3 separate regions of the Drosophila melanogaster genome follow, and regions 2 and 3 are each linked to region 1. Evidence: chromatin contacts called from public Hi-C and HiChIP or PLAC-seq data. All regions are on one chromosome and are shown on one strand. The core of a region is the stretch at or near the end of the contact, and the rest is flanking DNA. Distances in the headings are between cores, read along the strand shown. Region 1 holds the start of CG42354. Region 2 holds the start of dpr18 (defective proboscis extension response 18). Region 3 holds the start of disco-r (disco-related).

The links. Hi-C and Micro-C count contacts between places; a contact is called where the count stands out from the background. HiChIP or PLAC-seq counts read pairs in DNA pulled down with a chosen protein or histone mark.
Region 2: a Hi-C map of the Kc167 cell line shows a contact between it and region 1, with 2.5 times the contacts expected there. The contact joins the promoter of dpr18 here to the promoter of CG42354 in region 1. A contact is called at or near these places in 7 of 107 Hi-C or Micro-C datasets (the Kc167 cell line, the OSC cell line, the S2 cell line and 1 more) and 2 of 6 datasets of contacts at active chromatin or transcription factors (both in the Kc167 cell line).
Region 3: a contact with region 1 is called in a CP190 HiChIP or PLAC-seq map of the Kc167 cell line, with 2.4 times the contacts expected there. The contact joins the promoter of disco-r here to the promoter of CG42354 in region 1. A contact is called at or near these places in 48 of 107 Hi-C or Micro-C datasets (the D17-c3 cell line, the Kc167 cell line, the ML-DmBG3-c2 cell line and 20 more) and 2 of 6 datasets of contacts at active chromatin or transcription factors (both in the Kc167 cell line).

The regions. Positions count from the first base shown.
Region 1 is chrX:16,103,377-16,106,195 of dm6, reverse strand. CG42354 reads left to right here and starts at 1,250. Exons shown (of 6, transcript NM_001144730.3): 1 at 1,250-1,392. It overlaps CG42353, which reads left to right and starts at 1,250. Exons shown (of 5, transcript NM_167485.4): 1 at 1,250-1,392.
Region 2 is chrX:16,062,269-16,065,082 of dm6, reverse strand. It overlaps dpr18 (defective proboscis extension response 18), which reads right to left and starts at 1,345. Exons shown (of 9, transcript NM_132874.2): 1 at 1,265-1,345; 2 at 974-1,202. It overlaps CG12395, which reads left to right and starts at 2,185. Exons shown (of 1, transcript NM_132873.3): 1 at 2,185-2,814. The coding sequence starts at 2,309.
Region 3 is chrX:16,147,461-16,150,248 of dm6, reverse strand. It overlaps disco-r (disco-related), which reads left to right and starts at 1,272. Exons shown (of 4, transcript NM_001272670.2): 1 at 1,272-2,788.

The DNA of each region.
Region 1 (2,819 bases), core at 1-2,500:
TTTTACTTGTAAGGCAAATTGTGAAATAGTGTAGTTAGTTTACTTATTTGTCTGCATAAACTACAGATAAACATAATCAATTTTATTTCGTTTTTCAGTTTGATTAGCCCTAGCTTTATCTAGCGATCACTATTTATTTTATTGTTATTACTGAAAAATAGCACAACGCTAGTCAACCCTAAAAATATAGTAACTACACAAAAAATTTATTTTGTGTAACATACTTTTTTACGTCTGTTTTGAATAAACACCAACAGATGGCGGTAGTTTAGTCTCCAAAAATAGCTACTACGCGCGCTTTTGCAGAACTTGCACTATCCGCTGGATGGCGCTTCACATATTTCTATAATTTCTTACGAGCGTTGCCATATCCACTGATTTTGCTTAAACAATAAGTTTTAGCCGTAACAAACCTACATTGCGGAAATACAATATTTGTAGAAAGTCTCATGTAGCCTTAAAAGAAGTGGTTCCAAATGGGTTCGAAACGCTTAATTGAATATGTAACATTTTACAAAAAAATGTTATCTAAATTTATTTTAAGGCACATGGCAAAAAAAACCGATATTAAGGCTAACGATTTTAAGGTGTGATATTTTTTAAATTGACGTGTTTTCAGTATATTTTGTTAAATTACCATTATTTCCATTCAGCACATACTAAACATTCTTTTAAATTTATTTTTTTAAGAGCCAAATAATTTCATTTCTTACTTTTAATAAATTTCATAATTTGAATTCTCAGCATTCTTATTCCATGCTGCTGGCAACATCATAGGTCGAACTTGTGGCAACGCCTTAAAATATCCTTACTTGAAAAAATAGAACCAAAATAAGCAACACGTTAAGAAATCTCCTGTATAATTTTGTATACCCATTATTTGAAAGTTGGCAAGTATATTTTTGGTTCGTCGACAAGGACCATTGCAGTGGCTTGTTAAGAACAAATTGTTATTTATACATCCTACGTTATAAACATTTAATTTAAAAACATTTCTTTAGCCATAAGAATATACGAAATTAAAACAATCTTCTGATTCAATTAATATGATAAGATATATGCCAATTTCACCCGTTTCTTTCGGTGTAGGCCAGGTCAGCCGGAAATCTTAACTTAAGCCAGAACGAAATCTCGCCAGTCCGGTAGCGCTGCAGATACAATGAATACAAATACAACGCTTTAAGAGAAGCCTATGTTATTAAAAGTGGATCGTATTGTGGATTCCATTTGCCGCAAAAAAAATCGTTGCTGTCGCAGTCAACTTTGAAATCTTGTGGTGAGCGGACGTGTTATTTTTTTGTTTGGTTTTCCCGTTCCCGAACGCCGGAGTACTTTTTGTTGTTAAGTGCGCGTCGTCGTACCGCCGCTATTCTATTGTTCACGTTTGTTTAGGTAATTGTCGTTAAATAAAGTCAAATACAATCACACCGTATATACGGATAGTATCTGTATATTGGCCCTGTATGTCTAACCGCCTTTGCATCTGTGTGTTATATTTACTTTACCATCAAGTACGACAAAATATTCGACTGTTTTTCATTTATTTTTTTTTCGGGCTTTTTGGCTTTGTAACACACATTGTACCACCGATGTACGGCGAAATTAATAATACTCAAAACAGAGAAACATAAAAACAGTGGTGGTTCGTTGGTTCGGTGGGGGAGGGGTTTTTGGGGATCTCAACCACCGCCGATTGTTTATAGTGGTTGTGTGTGTGAACGAACGTTAGTGCGAGTGTGTGTATCTGTATGATTTTGTATCTTTTTGTTGTTGTTGTTGTTGTTGTTTTTGTTTTTGTTGTATTCGTGAGTGAGTGCGGGTTAAAGCAAGAGTTTGTGAAAAAAAAAAAACGAAATAACGTTGGGGGTTTTCTTCAAGACCAACTGGGATCTGGGATATTCTTATTGGCATCCGTCAGTTACTGCGCGGTGAATGAACTCCAATCCGAACTCACACTTTGGCCGTCTAGCTGCCAAACCAACGGAAAAAACGAGGCGCACTAAGCATTAAACGTAAAAAAGAAATATATGTAAAAAATAACAAAAAAAAATGAAGGAAATAACCAAAGCAAGCACAAACTCAAACTCAACTAAAACCACAAAATGGTGGCTGAGACACACAATTATGGCTTATTTTCGAAATATTAACCCAACTGTGCGCAACGGCAATAGCAACAGCAAATAACCATAACAATGACGAAAGCAAAAAGGCAGAAAAAGCAAGAAAACCTAGGTCCAATCAGAAAAAAAAAAGCAAAAGCAAATGAGAGCAGCGGCTGCAGTTTAATGTCTTTCACAGTTGCCTTCAATACGGGCTCTTCCCAAATCGGAACGGACACTGATTCATTTTGGGAACACAAAATCCAAAATCTATTTGGAACGAGACTCCATGCGGAATTAGGGATGCAATTCCCAATTCCGTGGTGGTAAGGGTAAATTTATGCCATAAATCGATCCATGCTATGGACCGTAAAGGTACACTAAAAAAACACACAACAGCACACACACACACACACATTCGAATTTATAAGATTTGAGGAGGGTTGGGCTCTTTGGGATACAATATTTCAAAATAGTCATATTTTTCAGTAAAATGTTTGCTTGTTTTCACATGTTTTTTTTTTATTAAATACAACCATTTATTAACATTTTTCATAACCTACGCAGTGTACGATTTCGTTAACTTTTCGTGTGATTTGTTCAAGGGGTTATTTCGCTCTCAAGACATATGTACATACATACATTCATACATATCTACATATGTATTAAGTGGGTGCAGTTTTTCATACAAAATAATCTTGTTAGCGCCAGCGCATCCAA
Region 2 (2,814 bases), core at 96-2,595, 41 kb after region 1:
TTCTTGTGTTGGTTTTGCCAAGTGGCCGATGGATAACAAAAAAGCACTTATGTATAAGCCCAATAAACTAACCAAAACATCTTAAAGCCTGATACTCTATGTTCATTTTTATTAAAGCGCAGTAAAAATTGAAGATATTGTGAATCTGTGTGACCCAGTTTAATGGGGCAGGCTATAGATTTTGCTTAGAAGGTTATGAGGGGGACGTTAAAGGCTCTCGAACAATGGTTTGATCAGCGCATCTCTAGGCCCATGGGACTGAACTATTCAAATAATGGAGGAGGACTGACTATTAATTCTTGGCTCAAGGCATGCAAAACAAAACAAATACAATAACGAAAAAATGCGCCGTGCGACACGACCCGGTTTTAGTATGAAGTATGAATAATTTTTAAAATTTTTAAGCTTTTTAAAATTGCTGGCCATGAAAAGCGCATATGTGTTTGGCTTGTGGAATTTGGAATTTAAAATAACGTAAAACAAAATATTATTGTGAAACAAAAACGAACTTAAAGGTGTTGAAAAATGAATTTGTTTTGCGGTGGATATTATATTTTGTCAATTATAAAAAAACGATTCAATATATTTGGTAGCAGACCAGTGAGTAGCGTGGAATTTGCTTTTTGGGACACTTGCCAGCGGCATTTTTTCTTATTTCGTTTTGAGTTCGTCTCCTCTACCATAATCTAAGCTTCCTGTCTATACACCCATCGAAAATGATATATCTGTGGCAGCAAGATTAATATTTTTTTTTTTGCCCATGGCGGATTCATTCATTTATAAAAAGCTAACGAAACGTAATAGTCTCATTTTTCGAATACTAGTTGGAACTTCACAAATTTATATTAAATTAAATTATTTATATTATTTGATTAACTTTTTACTGGAATTTTTGATTAAGCTCAGCAGTTAATTGGTCCCTTAAATATTCATGCAGTTTGACAGCCGTTTTTTCTATCCCTATTTCACTTACCATGTGCAGCGATGTGTTGTGTTGTCTACCATTCAAGATACCTGATTGGAATTGCGGCGATTAGTAAATCCCTTGCTCTGTTGGCACAAGTCACATTTGTACAAAAAAAATACACTGGCACATTGAGTTAGCAACAACAACAACAAAAAAAATGCACAAAAAAATATTACTTTATCCAGGCATACAGAAGTTTATACTTGATTTTATTATTAACACATTTGTGTACACACTGAAAAAAAGATAATTTACTCAAACTATGTTATAAAGACGGTAGGAAATACGCAGATGTACTTTGGTGCGTTATATTCACATGCGCTCTATCCGGCGAGCACGTAGGTATCGCTTATCCTTGAAAACCGTAATGAACTGTCGTTGGCAAAAACTTTGGACTCCATTCCAAGCGTTCAAATGAAAAGCCGAACACAAATGAGCGAAAGCTTGTCTGCACACTCGAATCCAGTGAGTGAGTCACTCAAAGGGGATTTCTGTTGAGTCCATACGGATACTCAACACTGCTCGGGACATCTCCCCTAGTTGGGGAAAGAAAGGTCTGTCCCAAAGCTTTCACCAGGGATTTTATTGAAGTTGGGAAATTCATGAGCTGGTAGCGAAAGTTGGTTCCTAAGTGAATGAATCGATTTTTCAGTAGTTAATTATTTTAAATACCAATCAACAAAGGTTTTTTTTATCTTAATTTCTTTTTATTTGATATGAATATAATTAACATGGTAGAATTTTTTAACTATAAGCTATACAAGTAAATCGCATTTAAATCGTAATATACTTTACATAAACTTTTCTACATTACATTTTACAGTGCTTACAAATAGCAAACTTGTGTTCTTGAACGCGATTTGCTGTTATACATTAATTGTATTAGTATAACATCGGTAAGTAGTATAACAGATAACTGATGATCTAAATTATAAGATACAATAATACGTGTATACTGAAAAGTATTATACTCCAGTGCAGTGTAGGCCAAAAAGTAGGGATTGAATCTACGGTGTTGTCGGCAAACAAATCATACAGAAACTTATAAATACGAAAGCATAGAAGACTTTGAATGGGAATTTTCCAAGACTCAAAATAAGAATAAAAGGGGTATTAATAATGCCCCAATATAATAGCTTTTACCGTACTATCCCATATTTAAGATTCCTACCCAAAGGATGCTTTGGATTTGCACTCACTGTAGTTGAATCTTTTAGCCGATTCAGACTCAAACTCAGACACATCGGATATTTTAATATGTGTATACCCACACAACAATAAAGCCGAGACCATATTTACAAATTGATTTTGCTATTGCATATCATATCATTATCACCAAGGATGCATATCGTGAGTGGCAAGAATCTGAGCCGCGAAGAGTTAGAGGAAGTTAACAAATGGATGCAACAAAATAGTATTAGCACTCAAAGATTGCGTCGCGAGTTTTCCGATGTTTTGCCGCTGGCCGAAATATTCAAACGCGATTATCCGCGCTTGGTGGATCTCTTCAATTATCCGAAGAAGAGTAGTGTTCAGCTGAAGTTGGCCAATTGGGAGACATTCAACTTTAAAGTGTTATCCAAGTTAAATATGACGTTGACTAAAGATTTTATGGAGCAAATGGCGAATGGTGTTAGTGGTGCCGCCGAAGTCATGTTGCATGAAGTGATACGATTGGAGAAACGACAACGCCTTGCAGAACAACGAAATGCGGCATTGCGGCAGGAACAACTTTGGGAGGAAAATGATGAGATAAAAACTGTTGTGGTTAACAAACAGATCGGCGATGGCATAGTTCAGGTGCCGCAGAAAATGATCCTATATTCGCTGTACGAGAAAGTGGAACG
Region 3 (2,788 bases), core at 23-2,522, 44 kb before region 1:
TAGGGGGGGGTATAAATTTATCCCATTTGTATGCAATTGACATTTGGTTTCTGCATTCAATTCCCCAAATGGGGCTCCCCAATGTTTCGCAAAGGATTGCAGTTAAGAGCTTTAAGGCGTATAACAAGGCTTTTCGCCAATTTGCAGCCTTACATAAATTAGCATTGCTATGTAATTTCCCATCCTTTTAAATTCCGCATGCAAGATAAATGTTCATTTGAAACAAGGCATTTAAGCTATTTAAGTTAGAAATTGAACCGAAGACAGTAAAAAGCTTGAAATTATCCTCCTTAAAATCTTACAACGGGAATTAATCTTCTTTTTGTTGGGAAATTTGGTAAAGCATCTTATTTGCATGCAATAATCAAGTTATTTGGTCAATTTTGTTATTATTATGTTGGCAAAAAAAAAAGTCATACTAAGTCCAAATAAAAATGTTCTGTAGTAGTTATACATACTAATATATATTATATACTAATTCGAATTTTAAAATGTAGAAGGAAAATATATCATATTTAGCAATATTGTAGCAATAATTTTTAAAGTCTTTAAAAATCTATTAAAAGAATACATCTTCAACTATTTTTCAACTTCTATTTTGAAAAAAAATAAAATAAAATGAAAGCAAAATTTAAAACTTTAAAATATTCAACAATTTAAATGGTTCTGCGCATCAAACAAAACAAATTTAACAGATTAACGTACGTTAATGTATTTTAGCACATGAATTATGTTTGCGTGATGTGATTTCTGTATCTAAACCACTAAAAGAAGTCCCAGAACAACCATTTCGCACGGAAAACTGCCAATTGCCCATTAATAATTTGAACTGATAAATAATTGTACCCAAATGATAGGGAAGCACACAAAAATATTATAACCATATCGCAGGACTCTCTCTTAGCGCTCAAAAGAGCTGCCCAAGTACTCTCTTCGCTCTCTTGCCGCTCTTAAGATGCGAGCACTGCTTTCGACTGCTTGCATTTTGGGTCTCTCCGCGCGAGTGCGAGTGAGCCGGCGATACAAGCGAATGGACAGCGCGTTAGAGTGTGTGAGGTGCTTTGTGTGTGTGCTCCTGTGCGTTGGTGTGCGAGTGTCCAGAGAATTCACATGTAAATAGAGGCGCTGCGTGTGTGTGCGTGCTTTGTTTGGCTCCCAGACTCGTTCGTTGCTCTCGCTGTTGTTGTTGTTTTTGTTTTTTTCTTGTACTTTTTTTTTTTGAGCAGAGCGCCAAGCGGCAAAAGCAGCAAAAGCGGCGGCGACGTGATTTCAAACAGTGAAGTCGACTTGCCGCTGCCGCATCGCATCGCACCGCACATTTACCGCAATCGGTAATCGGGAATCGGTTGGGAAAAGAATCGAATCGGAATTGTAGACCAGCGTTCGCAGTAACAAAAAAACCTTGTCGCCGTTTTTTAAACAACCTAAAAAATTTAAAATAAAACGTAAAAATAAATTTAAACAAAAAAACCGAAGAAACCGTTTGTGTTTTGCCGTCGCTAAAACCGTTAGTTTATACATTTTAAGTTTTGTACTTTTTTTTATTGTTTCCACAACTGTTTTTACTGTGCTACCCATGAAAAAAAAAACGAAAACCAAAGAAATAACAAAAAACAACTAAAAAAGGATTCAAGTGAATTGGTATTGGTATTGGTGCTCCGCCCCTCGCAGGACATTTGTGTGTGTGTGGGTGTGAGAAAAAAAAAGGTTGGGTGGGGGGTGTTCGGTTTGTCTTCCAGGATAACAGCGAATGTCCTGCTTCGTGTGCCTCCTATTTATTTACTTTTTTTATACCTCGGCTCCCAGCTGCTTCTTCTTCCACATGCATTCCAATTGCCGAGTCGCGCCATCTCTTTCGCACCCACACCCAAGTGTCGCACGTCGCCCGTCGTCGTTTGTCGTTTGTCGCTTGTCGTTTTGTCGCTTGTCGTTGCGTCTTTTGGATTGGCTTCCTTGCTTTTTGCACACACACAAAGTGCGTTGCGCCTTCGTTTTTTACACCCACCCACGCCCACTGCTTGGATTGGATTACATATACACATGTACGCGCTCCTTTTTCTCTTTGATATATTTTTTCTGCTTTTTTTCCTTCTTTTGCCCTCCTTCGTTTGGGGACATACCCAGCATCTCTGCTGGCAGCGCTGCCGGCGTCGGCGTCGACAATTCGTTTTTTGTGACTCGTTTTTTTGCGTGTGCGTGTATGCGAGTGTGTGTGTGTGTGTGAGTGCGAGAGTGCGTAAGTGTATGTGTGTGCTCGCTAATATTGTCGTCGAGTGTCATTGGTCGAAAGGCAAACGAATGGGAGGCGGATGGCGCTGTGCGGCGGGGGGGTCTTTTATTAGAACGAGAGAGAGTGGGCAAAAGGGGGCGTGGTGGTGGGCGATTGTAGCCGAATGGGTTTTTGATTGTGTGTCGTCGTGCGCGGGTGTCTCTGTGTGTGTGGGTGTCCCTCTATCTGTATAACTGTATGTGTGTGTGACTCGGTGTGTATGTGTGTTGCGTTTGCTGGTTTGTTTGTGTCGCAGGGCGTGAGCAAGCGAGATAGCAACAACTGCATGTGCATTGGCGCCCGCGAGTGCGAGCGAGAGCGAGAGAGCGACCGATTGGCAATAGCGAGAGTGCAAAGTGCATAAAAGTTTTTGGCCAGCGAAAAATGGCGACACATCGGGTGGGTCGCAAATGGGCAAGAAGAAGCAGCAGTAGCAGCAAAAAGCGACGCAACGCGACTTCGACGTCCAAAAAAGCAAGCAGCGTTCTCGTTCGTTTGTCGCGCGATTTTATAACCGTT